2 separate regions of the Sus scrofa genome follow, and region 2 is linked to region 1. Evidence: chromatin contacts called from public Hi-C data. All regions are on one chromosome and are shown on one strand. Each heading gives the region's core, a stretch centred on a gene start, on an enhancer-like site or on the middle of the called end of the contact. The rest is flanking DNA. Distances are from core to core; before and after follow the strand shown.

Region 1 (7,548 bases), core at 2,229-4,728:
GCCCCACGTGGAGTCAGGAAATGAGTCCCAAGTGGCCTTCCACGGAGGGGATATTTCTTCAAAGGAGCGCACGCACGTGGTCTCTGGAGTCTAACAGATCTGGACTTGATGCTGGGTCTGTCGCTTAACGCCTATGCGATTTTGGACTAGCCTTTACCTTTTCTGACTCCACCTCTTCCACTTCCCGACCTATAAAATGTGAGCGGTAGTCATGCCCCTCAAGGCTTAGTGGTAAGGATTACACTGAATACGGTGAATGAAAGTAATTATTTTATTTTTATTTAATTCTAATTTAGTTTTAATGTTATTTAATTTTAATTTGATTTTATGTCTTTTTAGGGCCACACCTGCCGAGGCATATGAAAGTTCCCAGGCTAGAGGTCAAATCAGAGCTGTAGCCGCTGGCCTACGCCAAAGCCACAGTCACAACCACAACCACGTGGGATCCAAACAGCATCTGTGACATACACCACAGCTCAAGGCAATGCTGGATCCTTAACCCAGGGGTCGAACCCGTGTCCTCATGGATACTAGTTGGGTTCATTACCACTGAGCCACAGCAGGAACTCCCTGGGTGTATATATTTTAAACATGCTCCCTCTTGAACAAGCATGTGACTTTTAAATTTCATGCTCTACCATATAAGCAGTTTGTTTTGATATGAAAATATTTAACATTTTGTTAAAGCCTTTCGGTAAAGTTGATGCACCAAGAAGATAATTGCTGTGTCTTTTCATGAAGATCTTCAGGAGAAATGTTTTTCTAGGTGTGGTGCTGGGATTGACTGAATTCTCCTCAGCACAGATTGGGCTTCTTGCTTGTTCTGTTTGTAACTAGCAAACTGAGAGTAGAATGTTGCAGAGACTCAGGCCCGCAGTGGGGCTTTTGTCCAGACCTATCAGACCTTATCGCTGGCCTCATTTTGTTTTTACGCTTTGTTTTTCCTACTTGTTCCCCCCTTGAAAATCTTTGCCCTGTTACTATAAGCTACCTTAAATCCTTAATTCCAGGTGCCTGTATAATGCCAGTGACAATTTCAACAGACCCATATGGAGAAGCTGCCTGCAGGCAGCCCCGGGGGCACAATTGAAACTGTCCATCCTTGGAGTTCCCATTGTGGCTCAGTGGTAACAAACCCGACTAGAATCCCTGAGGATGCGGGTTCGATCCCTGGCCTCACTCAGTGGGTTAAGGATCTGGCATTGCCGTGAGCTACAGTGTAGGTCACAGGTGCGGCTCGGATCTGGCGTTGCTGTGGCTGTGGTATAGGTTGACCCCTAGCCTGGGAAATTCTGTATGCCTCAGGTGTGGCCCTTAAAAGAAAAAAAGAAAAGAAACTGTTCATCCTTGCCCCCCTTGCCCCCCACGCCCCCGCACCCAACCATATCCTCTTGACTGTCTTCTGAGTATCCCTCGAATCTGCCTTTTCCTTCTTACCTCAGGACCACCTTCTGCTGCCTCTTGTTTGGGCTCTTGTGGTTGCTTTAAACCTGTACACCTGGCCCTGGTCACTTCCACCCCCAGTCTCCCTCCGCCTGACCCGGGCTCCTCTCTGCTCTGAGTCCCCCTGCCTGCTGCCTCATCTGCTGACCAGGCCTGTTTCTGCCTTACCAGAGCACTCCCTGCTATTTGGGCCTCTTTCCCTGTGTGGGTGCGTTTTTCTTTCTCCATCACTAGCTACCCTTGCTTCCTGGGGATGCAGGTGAGACCTCATGCCCTCCTCCCTGGCCTCCCTCAGGCAGAGTTGTCCTTCAGCTACATCTGGTCCTGGGCATGCACGATGCACAGCCTCCAGCTGTGCTGACCTCCCTCTTTCAGGGTCTGGCCCAGGGTACACGTGAAACTCAGCAGGGAATGAATACGTACACGAATGAATGAATACATGAATGAATGAATACACGAATGAATGAATACATGAATGAATGAATACACGAATGAATACATGAATGAATGAATACATGAATGAATACATGAATGAATGAATGAATGTGAGGAAGCTCTGAACCTACCTGAGATATCTACATGGATGAGAAGTGTTAGCATTTTCACCTCCATTTTATACTTCATGTAAAATTAGAACAAGACACAGAGTTCCCATTGTGACTCAGCAGGTTAAGAACCTGACATAGTGTCCCTGAGGATGCAAGTTTGATCCCTGGCCTCGCTCAGTGGGTTAAGGAGCCAGCATTGCCTCAAGCTTCGGTGTAGGTAGCAGATGAGGCTCAGATCCTGTATTGCTGTGGCTGTGGCATAGGCCAGCAGCTGCATCTCCATTTCAAGCCCCTAGCCTGGGAACTTCCATGTGCCACAGGTGTGGCCCTAAAAAGACAAAAAAAAAAAAAAAAAAAAAAAAATTAGACAAGATATCCCACTGCTGAAGACTTGGTAATAGTTAAGTTTCGGCTTTGGAATTCTTTGGAAAGAGATAGGAAAAAATCACCAACTTGCTCAGTTGGCAGTGAGCTTGGGGTGAGGTAATCCTAGGATCCTTGAATTTGCTTTTTCCAAAATATGGAAAATGAGTGGTTGTCACTGGTGATGACATAGTTGTCGCCACTCCAGAATAAGGAGGGAGACAGTAGTTCTGTGACACATCAGTGTCCTGGGCTCACTCAGAATGACCTTGTCCCCAGAGCAGGCTTGGAGCCCCCAGTTTGCAGACAAGGCCTAGGTGTCCTGCCACTTGTTCGTTCCTGCCTTCCTTCCCTTCACCAATGGGCATTTACTGTGAGCCAGCTCTGCTCTGATTCCAAGGGTACAGGGGGACCGGTGTAGACCCTGTACCCAGGAGCTGACAGTATAACAGGGAACGCCCCTATGGAGCAGCCGCTCAGTGCAGGAATGACCACAGAATCATCTGTGCTGACCTGGAGGAGGGAGTGACAGACTGTTCAGAAAAGCTCCACAGAAATGGCCACGCCTCCACTAGGGTTCGAGGATCCGTGGGAGCCTTCTGAGCACAGAAGCATCCAGGTGCTTTGAAAGCACAGGGCAAAGAGCATGTGGGGGAGGGTGCTGGAAGCAGAGGAGGGCCTTGTCAGGGGCTTGAGGTCTGGGCATTCCATCTGTGTGGCAGACGTGGCTCTCATGGAGGCCTGAAGAACTCATCTAGGGCTCAGAGAAGTGGCTCTGATGTTCCAAGTGGGAGATGACGTGAGCTAGGGAACCAGAGAGGAGGCGTGTGCTTTGCTCTTGAAGAAGTGAAATCGACCAGGCGTGGTGACCGATGGTGGTGCGGGGGGGGGAGGGGGGGAGGGAGGAGTTGGGGTGACTCCCAGGTTTTTGACCGAAACCTCTGGGTGTAGCCAGGGGAGGAAGCTGGGATGGGCCCCAGCCCAGGGCATGGGATGCAGAGCTGTCTCTAGTAGCCCCTGGGCTGTGAGAGAGGTAACCTGGCCTGTGTGAAAGGAGCAGCTCAGGCCTGAGAACCCAGTGATGCTCACTCTGCTGTGCTGCTTTGCTTGGAAGAGCTGGAGAGTTGCTCTGGGAGAGAAATAGCCTAATTAAGGGGGAGTGGGAGGCGGGGCATGCTGCTGGCAGCAGTCAGAGGTGGTTTTCTTTCTTTCTTTCTTTTTTTTTTTTCCCACTTCTGTTTACTCATGGGAGAAAAGAAGCAAAGCTTTGAGGCAGGGAACTTTAGACAGGCAAAATACCTCTGATTAGTGTGGGAGTTGGAGAGAACTCTTGCTGGAGAACTCAGAAGGCTGGCTGCAGAGGGAGAGCCCCGGCATGGGGGAAGGGGCTCGGGGAGTCTGGCAGGAAGCCCAGGAAAGTCTGAGCACCAGAGTAAGATTCAGTGATTTATTAAAAAAAAAACAAAAACAACAACAAAAAATTTTAATAAGTCTGCTTGGAACCAACCAGACTACTTTGGGATCAAAATTACAAGCAATGAAAAAATGTCAAATTGGACCTTACTATTCAATTTTTTTTAGAAAGTTACTATTACGTAGTTCCAGTTCAAGTTGTTCAAACATCAATTTTTTTTTAATTTAAAAATATTATCATTGCTGATGATGAAGGGGGGAAACCCAGCAGAACATGTGTGAGGCATGTCTCCCCTCTTTAGAGGGGCTTTTGTTCCAGGATACCTGCAATCTCAACAGGCTTATGATAGAATTCAGAGGGTTGGTGAACTTGCATGGGAAAAAAGTTACATCTTTATTTTGATCAAGTTCTAATTATTTTTTTAACTTTTAAAAAATTAGGGGAGTTCACATTGTGGCACAGCAGAAAGTAATCTGACTAAGAACCATGGGGTTGTGGGTTCCATCCCTGGCCTCACTCAGTGGGTTAAGGATCCGGTGTTGCCCATGAGCTGTGATGTAGTTCACAGGTGCAGCTCGGATCTGGTGTTGCTGTGGCTGTGTCATGGGCTGGCAGCTGTAGCTCCGATTTGACCCCTAGCCTGGGAACCTCCATATGCTGCAGGTGTGGCCCTAAAAAGAAAAAAAAAAAATTAGGGCCACACTGGCGGCATATGAAAGTTCCTATGCTAGGGATCAAATCGGAGCTGTAGCCACTGGTCTATACCACAGCCACAGCAAAGCCAGATCCAAGCTGTATCTGTAGCCACTGGTCTATACCACAGCCACAGCAAAGCCAGATCCAAGCCGTATCTGTAGCCACTGGTCTATACCACAGCCACAGCAAAGCCAGATCCAAGCCGTATCTGCAAACTACACCAGAGCTTAGGGCAATGCTGGATCCTTAACCTGCAGAGCTAGGCAAGGGATCGAACGGGCATCCTCACACATACTAGTCAGGTTCTTAACCCCCTAGGCCACAATAGAAACTCCTAAATTTTGTTTTTATTATGAATGAAAAATGCAGAACACAATAAATTAGCAATATTTGTTACCATTAGAAATCACAACTCTTTTCATATAGTGTGATAGATATCTGAAAATGTAATTTATGCTTATCACTACTTTGGATTTATCGTAGTTTTTAGATTCACCACTATCTGAAGAGAGCCAGTGCTTTATTGAACAAGTCCATTCATTACTATGTGACAGATTTTTTTTAAAAATATGGATACCCATACTTCAGCATAATTGGTTTTCCTTTCGAATCCTATGCACTGTGTTTCCATGCATTTAAAAACATTATTACGAGCAGGTTTCATCAGCTTCACAACTGACCGAAGAGGTCCGTGGCACACGAGAGGTTAATAACCCCTGGCTAAGATCCTGTAGCTGTGGCATAAGACCTCCACCTGGTGGCAGCATACTCCTTAAAGGTTAACTCTATAATCAACATTTGTGAAGAAACTTAGAATAACAGTATATTTGAATATGGTTTTCAAAAATTTTTGACCACAACCCACAGTAAGGAATAGGCTTTATATTATAATCAGTATGCTCATTCATAACTTTCACAAAACAAGACTTGACCAAGGTATAACCATTGATATTTTTTCTCCCACTGCAATATTCTCTTCAACTCTATTTCCTTAAGACAAAATGCTGGCTACAACACACTGAACTGCAGTTCCGTGGGTCACACTGCACTGTTTGACGTTGTGGGAGGACCATTTTTCATTATTCTTTACAATTTATTACCCAGGGAAGTTCACTTTGGTCTCCCCTAAAACCCGCACATTTTCAGGGACATAACTTATACCTTAAATAACTGTCAACAAATATGAGTGTATTTTTACAAATATTTTAAAAATTGTTTATTGATATGTAGCATATGTGCAGGGGAATGAACTGGTCTTAAGTGTCTATCAAGACAGAATACTTTTATCACCACACAAAGCTCTCCCATCAGTTTCTCCATAGGTAAGCACTGTTCTGATTACTTTGACCATAGATTTAATTTTGCTTTTCTAGAACTTTATATCAGTGGAATCACAGAGGACGTACTTTAGCCTGGCTTTGCTCAGTGCAACGACGTTGAGATTAGTCTGTTTTGGGCTTGGTGAGGAGCATTCTGTGGCATGAATGTACCATGCTTTCTTTTTTTTTCTTTTTTTTTTTTTTTTTGGTCTTTTTAGGGTTGCACCGTGGCATATGGAGCTTCCCAGGATAGGGGTCCAATTGGAGCTGCAGCCACTGGCCTATACCACAGGCACAGTAATGTGGGATCCGAGCTGCATCTGCGACCTACACCACAGCTCACAGCAATGCCTGATCCTTAACCCACTGAGGGAGGCCAGGGATTGAACCTGCGTCCTCATGGATACTAGTCAGATTCACTTCCACTGAGCCACGACAGGAACACCTACCACACTTTCTTTAGTCTCCTGTAGAGAGACTGTGGGATTGTCTTCCATTTTGACTCTTGCAAATAAAACTTTCACATACCTTTGTATACATGTCTTTGTGCGCACATTTGTTTTACCTCTTGGGTAAATAAATACCTGAGGTGGAATTGCTGGCTTGGGTGGTAAATCCGTGTGTGTTTAACTATGGGAAACTGACAGACCATTTGCTGAGGTGGCTGAACCACTAGCAGTGTGTGTGTTTGGATTGCTCCCACCCTCATCTACATTTGGTGTGCATCAGTCTTTTTCACTGTAGTCGTTGTGGTAGGTGTGTAGTTAGCTGTGTCTCTCAGTGTTAATTTGCATTTGCTTGACGACTAATGATGTTGGACACTTTTTTCCACGTGCTTACTTGCCGATTATTTATCTTAATTGTGAAGTGTCTGTTCAAGCTTGGGTTGTTTCTTTAACATCAACTCGTAGGAGTGTTTTTCACACATTTTAGATTCTAGTCCTTTGTGTCAGACATAGGCATGTATGAATATTTTCTCCCAGTATGTGGCATGCATATCCATTTTATTAATGGTGTCTTTCGATGAGCAAATTTTTTTTTTTTCATGACCACACCCATGACATATGGAAGTTCCCAGGGATTGAATCTGAGCTGCAAGTGTGGCAATGCCTGATCCTTTAACCCACTGTGCTAGGCTGGGGATCAAACGCACGCCTCTGCGGCAACCCAGGCCACTGCAGTCAGATTCTTAACCCACTGTGCCACAAAAAGTTTTTGTTTTTGATCAAGCAAAAGTTTTTAATTTTGGTCAAGTCTAAGGTAATGATTTTTTTCTTCCTTCTTAATGCTTTCTGGATCCTGTTTAAGAAATTTTTTCCTATTTCAAGGTCAGGAAGATAGGTTTGGTTTTTTTTATGTTTAGGTCTGTGATTCATCTCAGATCAGTTTTTGTGTATGATACGATGTAGGTATCAAGTTTATTTTCTTTCCCTATTATATCTGGCATTCTCACAGCATTTGTTGAAAATACTTTCCTTTCACCATTGAATTGTCGTTCAGAATTAAAGCAAAACAAAAACCAAACCAAAACAACAACAAAAAAATTTAGCCCAAGAAGTACAGATTGACTTTCCGTGCTAACTGTAAACTGGCCCACAGTGCCTTTCTAAGTACAGTTCAATTATCTTGAAATTCTCAGATTACTTTACTCTTATGGTTTAAGAATTTATGCGGCTCTACCTTTTTACAGGTCTGTAGCCATGCCATGCAGCTGCTAGCCACATCTGGCTGTTTAAATTAGATTGAAATAAAATAAGATTAAACA
Region 2 (7,548 bases), core at 2,254-4,753, 990 kb after region 1:
GAACACCATATTATAAACCAACTACACTTCAATTAAAAGAAAGAAATTAACAGTTCCCATCGTGGCTCAGCAGAAATGAATCTGACTAGTACCCATGAGAACCCAGGTTCGATCCCTGGCCTCACTCAGTGGGTTAAGGATCCAGCGTTGCCGTGAGTTCCAGTATAGGTTGCAGAGGCAGCTCAGAACTGGTGTTGCTGCGGCTGTGGTGTAGGCCAGCAGCTACAGTTCCAATTCGAACTCTAGCCTGGGAACCTCCATATGCTGCAAGTACGGCCCTAAAAAGACCAAAAAAAAAAAAAAAGAATTAAAAAAATGAAAGGGAGAGTTATCTAGCCTTCAATAAATGTTCATTTGAATGTGGAAAGAAAAACACCCAGCCATCCACACCAGGCTTCTGCCAGGAGCAAAGGCCTGGACGTGGCTTCTCTGTGCAGAGCAGGAGGATGAGGGAAAGGGAACCATCTCCCTGGAAGCCTGGCACTTTTCGGGACCAAGGTTCTGAGTCTCATTAGGCTGCCCTGTTTCTCTCGAGGTTCAGGCTATGTGAACCGGGGCTTATCTGCATTTTAGTTTGTGAGCAGGATTGAGTGGGTGGTGATGAGGGATACATGAAAAGCGTTGGGGGCAGAACTATGGGGAAAGCCACAGCTTTTGGAAGCCTCCCTTCTCCAAACTCTGGGACTTTTGGCTTGAAAAGTCTAGTGCTGCTCTTGATGATTCAAAACATTCAGGGAAGCAGGCACTCAAGCAGGCTCCACTTTTACCTTCAAGGAGCATTTCAGAAGCCAGAATTTCAAGCAAAAGCAATAACTCTCCAAGGGTCCCAAGCCAGACACGCTGCTATCTTATAGGAAGGGAAACCTCTACCATAAGGGAAGAAGGGTCTGCCTATTATTTCTATTTCTGCATCACAAATAGATGCAAGTTTCTCCCTAAATAAGAGTCTTATTTTAGTAACAAACTTACTGAGCCACCTCTAAAATACAGGTAAACTCTTACTAGTCTTTTTAAGTATTCTTATCTTTTTTTTTTTTTTTTTTTTTGTCTTTTCTAGGGATGCACTCATGCCATATGGAGGTTCCCAGGCTAGGGGTTGAATCAGAGCTATAGCCACCGGCCTAAGCCAGAGTCACAGCAACGCGGGATCCAGGCCACGTCTGTGACCTATACCACAGCTCCCAGCAATGCCGGATCCTTAACCCACTGAGAGAGGCCAGGGATTGAACCCATAACCTCATGGTTTCTCATAGGATTTGTTAACCACTGAGCCACGATGGGAACTCCGTATTTTTATCTTTTTTAATACTCAGAGTGTTGTTATGCTATAGACCCATGGGATACCAGAATGCCTTCTTTTTTTCTTTTTGGGCTGCTCTGCAACATATGGAGTTCCTGGGCCAGGGATCAGATCTGAGCTGCAATTGGAACCTATGCCACAGCAACAGCAACACTGTATTGTTTTAACCCACTATGCCAGGCCAAGGATCAAACCTTCATCACTGCAGAGATGCCACAGATCCCATACCCCACACTGGGAACTCAGAATGCCTTCATTTTGAGAAAGAATAAACTGAGACTAGAAACACAGATACACACAACTTAAACTACATCTTCATGTGTCTTGTATGCATCTTAATAAAACCTTCTTCAGTTTAAAGGCTCTATGCATCCTAATAAAAAGCATAAAGCCATTAAACTGAAGAAGGAAATAATACAGCCATTTTTCAAATAGTAACTGAAACATCACTCCTAAGTACTTCTACTATGGATGGATTAGCAAATTTTCTTCTGGTTTTATTTTCTATGACATTGTTTTTTAATTGACGGTGTTTGAGCATTCATACTTCTTGTACAACACTATACCTTTCCATTTTTAAATAATATTAAGAACATACATTTTCATGTCAATTACTTATTTTAGCAATAAAACATCTTCATGAATGAGCATGCCTTCATTTGCTAAATGATTTCCTTGATTTTTAACCTTTGGATAGTTTCCAGTGCCACATTAATATATGAAGAACTGTGATCAAATTTTTGTATTTTTTTTTTTTTTGGCTTAAAAAAAGCAGGGTGTGTTAAATTCAGTCAAAGGTCTAAAGAATATTTTTAGATTCAGATTTTTAAAAGATAGTTGGTACTTTTGAATGAGTGTCTTTGAAATTACCTATGTTCTACGTTGATTTTTCTCTTTTCTTTTTTTTCTTTTCCTTATGTAGTCCCATCTAGGGTTTTTACATTTCTACAAACAAGCAGATGTTAGAGGTATACTGTTTCATGGCCAACTGTTTAAAAATATTTTTGGGGTATTCAGTGAAAAGATCAACTGGAATAAAATTACAAGGTAAGAATTAACTCTGAAACCTTTCATTAAAAATTGGTCCTTGTGAGCTTTCTATATGTTGTTTTGTCTTTCAATACTTGCATTAAGCAGATGAATATAACATGTTAGATAACTGGAAGGATTTTGTGTAGGGGCACAAAGGTATTTCATTTAGGTCTCAAAGTAACAGCAAGCTTTATGGTAGAGCCAAAATTCAGAAAGCTGTGGCACAAAGCAAAGAATATTTTTACACACACGCACATACATATATACACCACTTCCTCCACTCCTTGTCTCTGGCCTTCTAGCTTTACCTTGCCTGCTGGGAAATACAGGCCTCCTCTCTCTCTTGTCAAGATCCTAAAGCAATAGAACACTTTAAAATACTGATCCTTAAAAAACAGCTAAGGGTTAGCGATCCGGCGTTGCTGTGAGCTGTGGTGTAGGTTGCAGACTCGGCTCAGATCCTGCGTTGCTGTGGCTCTGCCGTAGGCTGGCAGCTACAGCTCCGATTAGACCCCTAGCCTGGGAACCTCCATATGCCGTGGGAGCGGCCCAAGAAATGGCAAAAAGACAAAAAAAAAAAAAAAAAAAAACAGCTAAGGGGCTTCCATTTTAATGTCGTCTTTAAAAGTGAGGAAATATTCAGTCAGCATGTGGACAATTTCCATTTCCGGTCACAGACATATTTTGTCAACTTCCACGATCCTGACATTGACCTTCACAAATAACTATATACTTGGCTTACATTATGAACTCTTCCTGTCTTCTCCTTAGCCCTTCTTTTTGCCCTGTGGATAACTGTGGGTCCCAGCATTACAATACAAGAAGTTTCTGTCCAGAGAGACTGGACATGCTCATGGCTTTTCTCCCCACATCCCGGCACAGAATCCCCTCCCACCCCATCGGAGGGCACATTGTTGAAGAGAGTAGACAGATAACCTGAAGCTAAACTCAGCCCTGGAGTTCCGGCAGCTCTGTGTAGCTCTGAAAAGAATTAAACATTAAGAACGTTTATGACCTGTAAGCTGTAAAACCTCTAGGGGCTGGGCCTGCAATTTCTGCCAATAATTATATGTAAGAGCAAAATACAAAGAACACATCTTGGATGCCTCTGAGCACTCCAGAAAGAAGGGCGATGTTAGTCAAGCTACCTACACTGGGCTGGGCGACCGTCCAAAGTATTGGGCCCTTTACTCCTCCCCCTTCCCAAACGTGCTCTTAAAAAGTGCTTGAAAGTCAACATAACTACAGTCTTGAAGGCCTGAAGCCCTACTTCAAGTGGGTATGTTTCCTTACAATTACCTGGGTGATTGCTTTTAATTCTGCTCTGAGTTGCAATCTTGACTTTATTGAAAAGAGAAGAAAACAACAAACAAAAAGTAACTAAGGAGGGCAGTGCTTCCAAACACAGCTTCTTAAAACCCAGTTCACCTGTAGTTTAAATATGATCAACTGTCGCCATCTGCTGGCTAAATGTTGGATTTTTTTTTTTTTTTTTTTTTTTTTTTTTTTTTTTTTCCCAAAAGAAGACCGGCGCAGAGGTTGTCATGGAAATATTTCTATGCGGGTGGGTGTGTGTGTGTGTGTGTTTAGGGTAGGCAATAATTTCTCAGCATTCTAACTACTTTAGTATGTTTTTCAGCACCTCAAGTTAGGTGACAACCTACATTTCGTTTACAGGTCACTGTCACAGACAACGGAGACTGAGACAAATAAAAGATTAAGAACTTGTGTTAAAGGACAGGGCATAGGAGTTCCCATTGTGGCGCAGCGGAAACAAATCTGATTAGTATCCAGGAGGACATGGGTTTGATCTCCAGCCTCGCTCAGTGGGTTAAGGATCCAACGTAGCCGTGAGCTGTGTGTCACAGACTCGGCTTGGATCCCACGTTGCTGTGGTGTAGGCCAGAAGCTGTAGCTCCAATTCGACCCCTAGCCTGGGAACCTCCATATGCCACAGGTGCAGCCCTAAAAAGCAAAATGGACAGGGCATAGGTGACAGTCGCAGGGAGGGGGAGGGACCATCTCTGAGGCCTCGGTGTATATTTCCACCTTGATGGGCCCACAGAAGATGACTCGACCCCAAGAATGCACACTCTCCCCTCTAAATTCTGCTTTTCTGAGCACCCGGGGCTCCCTGATGGCTTCTGGTTAACACAGAAGATATTAACCAACCTCCTCTTGTACCTGGGCTAACTGACCCAGGCTTTCCCCAAACACCACATTAGCCAACCTATTTGGAGGGCTTCCCCAAACACATGTGTTTAAGCCTCACAACATTAATCGGTATCTTTTAAAACCTGTTTTATAGATGAAGCTCCTGAGACCCAGGGCTTCATGACAGATGATGCTGATGGCAGAGTCACTATGACAGCGCTGGACCCCACCCAGACCCCTGAGCATATGAATCATGAAATCCCACTGCCCCCCGGGTCCACCTGCAGCAAATGTGATTCCCCCTCTGCAGCCAGAAGCCATTTCAGCATTTCCCACTCCCAACTCATCTCCACCACAACTTCTCCTTGGGGTTTTATCTCCAGAGTCGCTTACTCAGAAAGCTCTTCTGAAGCCTTCTTTCTCCCTGGACACTTGAAATATGCTTGCCCAATAAAATTTCATCTGGCAGTTTATCTGCTTCATGTCGCTTCCTTCTTTAGACTAAAAAATATATCTATTTGACTTGCCTCCTCTGTCAGAATACACTTTCCAGGGGCAGAAAGGGATTATCTTTCTTCTGATGCGCCTGCGGACATGAAGTTCCATGAAAAGTGGCTCCCACACACACATCCAGGTCTTAGGGAAAGCTTGCATGCATATAGCTACGTTACTGGATGCTGTGAGCCAATGATATTTCTTTTCCTGTTCCGTACAATGCATGTACTGATCATTCAAAGTAGCCACCGAGGGTTATAAAATGTCTTCTAAGAAACCAACACATCTCTGTTTGCTGTTATTTCCCCACATGCCACGACTTCCTTAAAGTCATTTATATAGCCTCTGTGTTTTCCTTTTCTTTCACACTGGCACTCAGGGCCTGATGCAGGGCGGGTTCCTGGGAATCAAATGCCAAAGCAGAGTATGGGGTTCAGGCTGCTCCTTTGGGACCAGCATGTGTGGAAGGCAGAGGAGAAGCTGAACTGCAAGGACCATCCAGGGAACCAGTGCCCACCTAGCAGGCAGCTCCAGAGTAAGGCTCATCCATCAGGGTTGAGACTCGATGGACAAACACAGCCAGGTGGGGGGTCTGGGTGCCGCATGTGTCTGCCAACCACAGTGGCCTGGATCCTGTCTATACCTCACACAAAGGGTTTTTGTGGGTTTTTGTTTGTTTGTTTGTTTGTTTGTCTCTCTTTTTAGGGCCACACCCACAGCATATGGAGGTTCTCAGGCTAGGGGTCCAAACGGAGGTGTAGCTACCAGCCTACGCCAGGGCCACAGCAACGTTGGATCCGAGCCCCATCTGTGCCCTACAACACAGCTCATGGCAATGATAGATCCTCAACCCACTGAGCAAGGTCAGGGATGGAACCTACGTCCTCATGGATGCCAATCAGGTTCATTAACCGCTGAGCCACAATGGGAACTCCCTACAGGGTTTTTTCTCCTACAATCCACATCACACAAGCTGTGCTTGTGCACAGAACCAGCACCTCACCTATCCATGCTGAGTCTCTCTTTAAGAAAATTTATGAAAATAAGGATCAGCTGCTCAGGGTCCATGTTCTGTGTGTGAATTAGATCCTCCAAGGAGCTGACTAGGAAAGGAGGCAGGCAAATCCTTGCCACTCCTCCAGGAAAATTTCACAAAGGGTAATGAATGGGCTTAATTTCCTTGTAAGCACTAAGAGGAAAAGGAGCCAAGAGACACAGTTCCAGGTTTTGGAATGAAGCAGGCAAGTGTCCACTCTCCCCTCGCCACCATGAACTAATTCCTCAGCTCTAACCAGATTTCAGTTCAGGTGTTCTGAGAAGCAGGTGCCTACAGAGAAGCAGGTGTGCAGCAGGTTTGTGGGGGAAGCGCCCAGGAAGGAGAACGTGGGGAGGGAAGAGCAGTGGGGAGAGGAAGTCTTAGGCTCACAACTGATACCTCTGAGAGGGGACAGAAGGTAGGAGAGGCTTGGAAGAGTCTCCAGCCACAGCATGGGTTCCGAGAAAGTCCTGGCTGGGCATCGGGCAGCCCCAGAGCTAAGACTGTCCGGGGAAGGGGGTCCTGCTCTGGGTGGGGATGACCTCACTCTGCCTCTTCATTGTCCTCAGGAAAAGGCTAGGGGTGTCCCAAGAAAAGTGTGTCTGCACATGAAGGATGCTGCAGATGCCAACAGACAGCAGCTGGAGGCCACCTGCCAGGATTCCTCAAGGAAGGTCCTCTCTGGAAGGGAGTTACCTTTCCTGCCACACACGTTTTCCTGGTGGCACTGAATCCTCAAGAATAGACTCATGAAGCTCCCCTTGTGGTGCAGCAGAAACGAATAGGACAAGTATCTATGAGGATGCGGGTTCAATCCCTGGCCTTGCTCAGTGGGTCAGGGATCCAGCATTGCCTTGAGCTGTGACGTAGGTCACAGATGCAGCTCAGATCCCCCGTAGCCCAGCAACTGCAGCTCTGATTCAACCCCTAGCTTGGGAACTTCTATAAGTCTTCGGCTTCAGTCCTAAAAATCCAAAAGAAAAAAAAAAAAAAAAAAAAGGAATGGGCTCAGAGTGAACTTAAAAAAGCCTGTAAGCAGGCTAATGTCTCTGTTTCTCTTCCATCCCCAACATCATTCCTGATCCCAAAGGAGGGTCACCAAACACACCCCTAAAATGGATTACTGATTCACTTGAAACTCAAATCAGACCAATGAAGAAACAGGATCTTAGCCACTGAAAATACCAAAGTGTTTTGAACTGCTGTGAGATTCCAATGTAAACACATTACCACAAATGTTTAAATAATTTGAATACCTACTATGGACCAGATACTAGCAGGATAAGGTGTTTTTTTTTGGGGGGGGGTTGTCTGCACCTGTGGCATATAGAAGTTCCCAGGCCAGGGATCAAATCTGAGCTGCAGCTGTGACCTACATCACAACTGCAGCAATGCCAGATCCTTAGTCCACTGTACCACAGTGAGAACTCCCCAAATCCAGTTAAATCACGCAAAATTTTGAGACGCCCATTGGATGGCATATTCCAGAATTACCAAAGAATAATCTTTTAGGGCTGAATTTTGTGCTTCT

Evidence for each region. Hi-C and Micro-C count contacts between places; a contact is called where the count stands out from the background.
Region 2: a Hi-C map of subcutaneous adipose tissue shows a contact between it and region 1, with 2.8 times the contacts expected there. The contact joins two enhancer-like sites. A contact is called at or near these places in 15 of 47 Hi-C or Micro-C datasets (embryonic fibroblasts, epiblast stem cells, fetal liver and 9 more).

Annotation. Positions count from the first base shown.
Region 1 is chr17:19,490,648-19,498,195 of Sscrofa11.1, forward strand. All of the region lies in intron 2 of SLX4IP (protein SLX4IP), which reads left to right. Among named protein-coding and RNA genes, the nearest start is that of SLX4IP, 130 kb to the left of the region's middle. Within about 2 kb of position 3,479, at least 27 of the 83 cell types and tissues checked have an H3K27ac peak or open chromatin away from gene starts, as enhancers often do. A contact at or near this core is called in subcutaneous adipose tissue, where this site is marked.
Region 2 is chr17:20,480,343-20,487,890 of Sscrofa11.1, forward strand. All of the region lies in intron 1 of LOC110257380 (a long non-coding RNA gene), which reads right to left. Among named protein-coding and RNA genes, the nearest start is that of TRNAC-ACA, 320 kb to the left of the region's middle. Within about 2 kb of position 3,504, at least 18 of the 83 cell types and tissues checked have an H3K27ac peak or open chromatin away from gene starts, as enhancers often do. A contact at or near this core is called in subcutaneous adipose tissue, where this site is marked.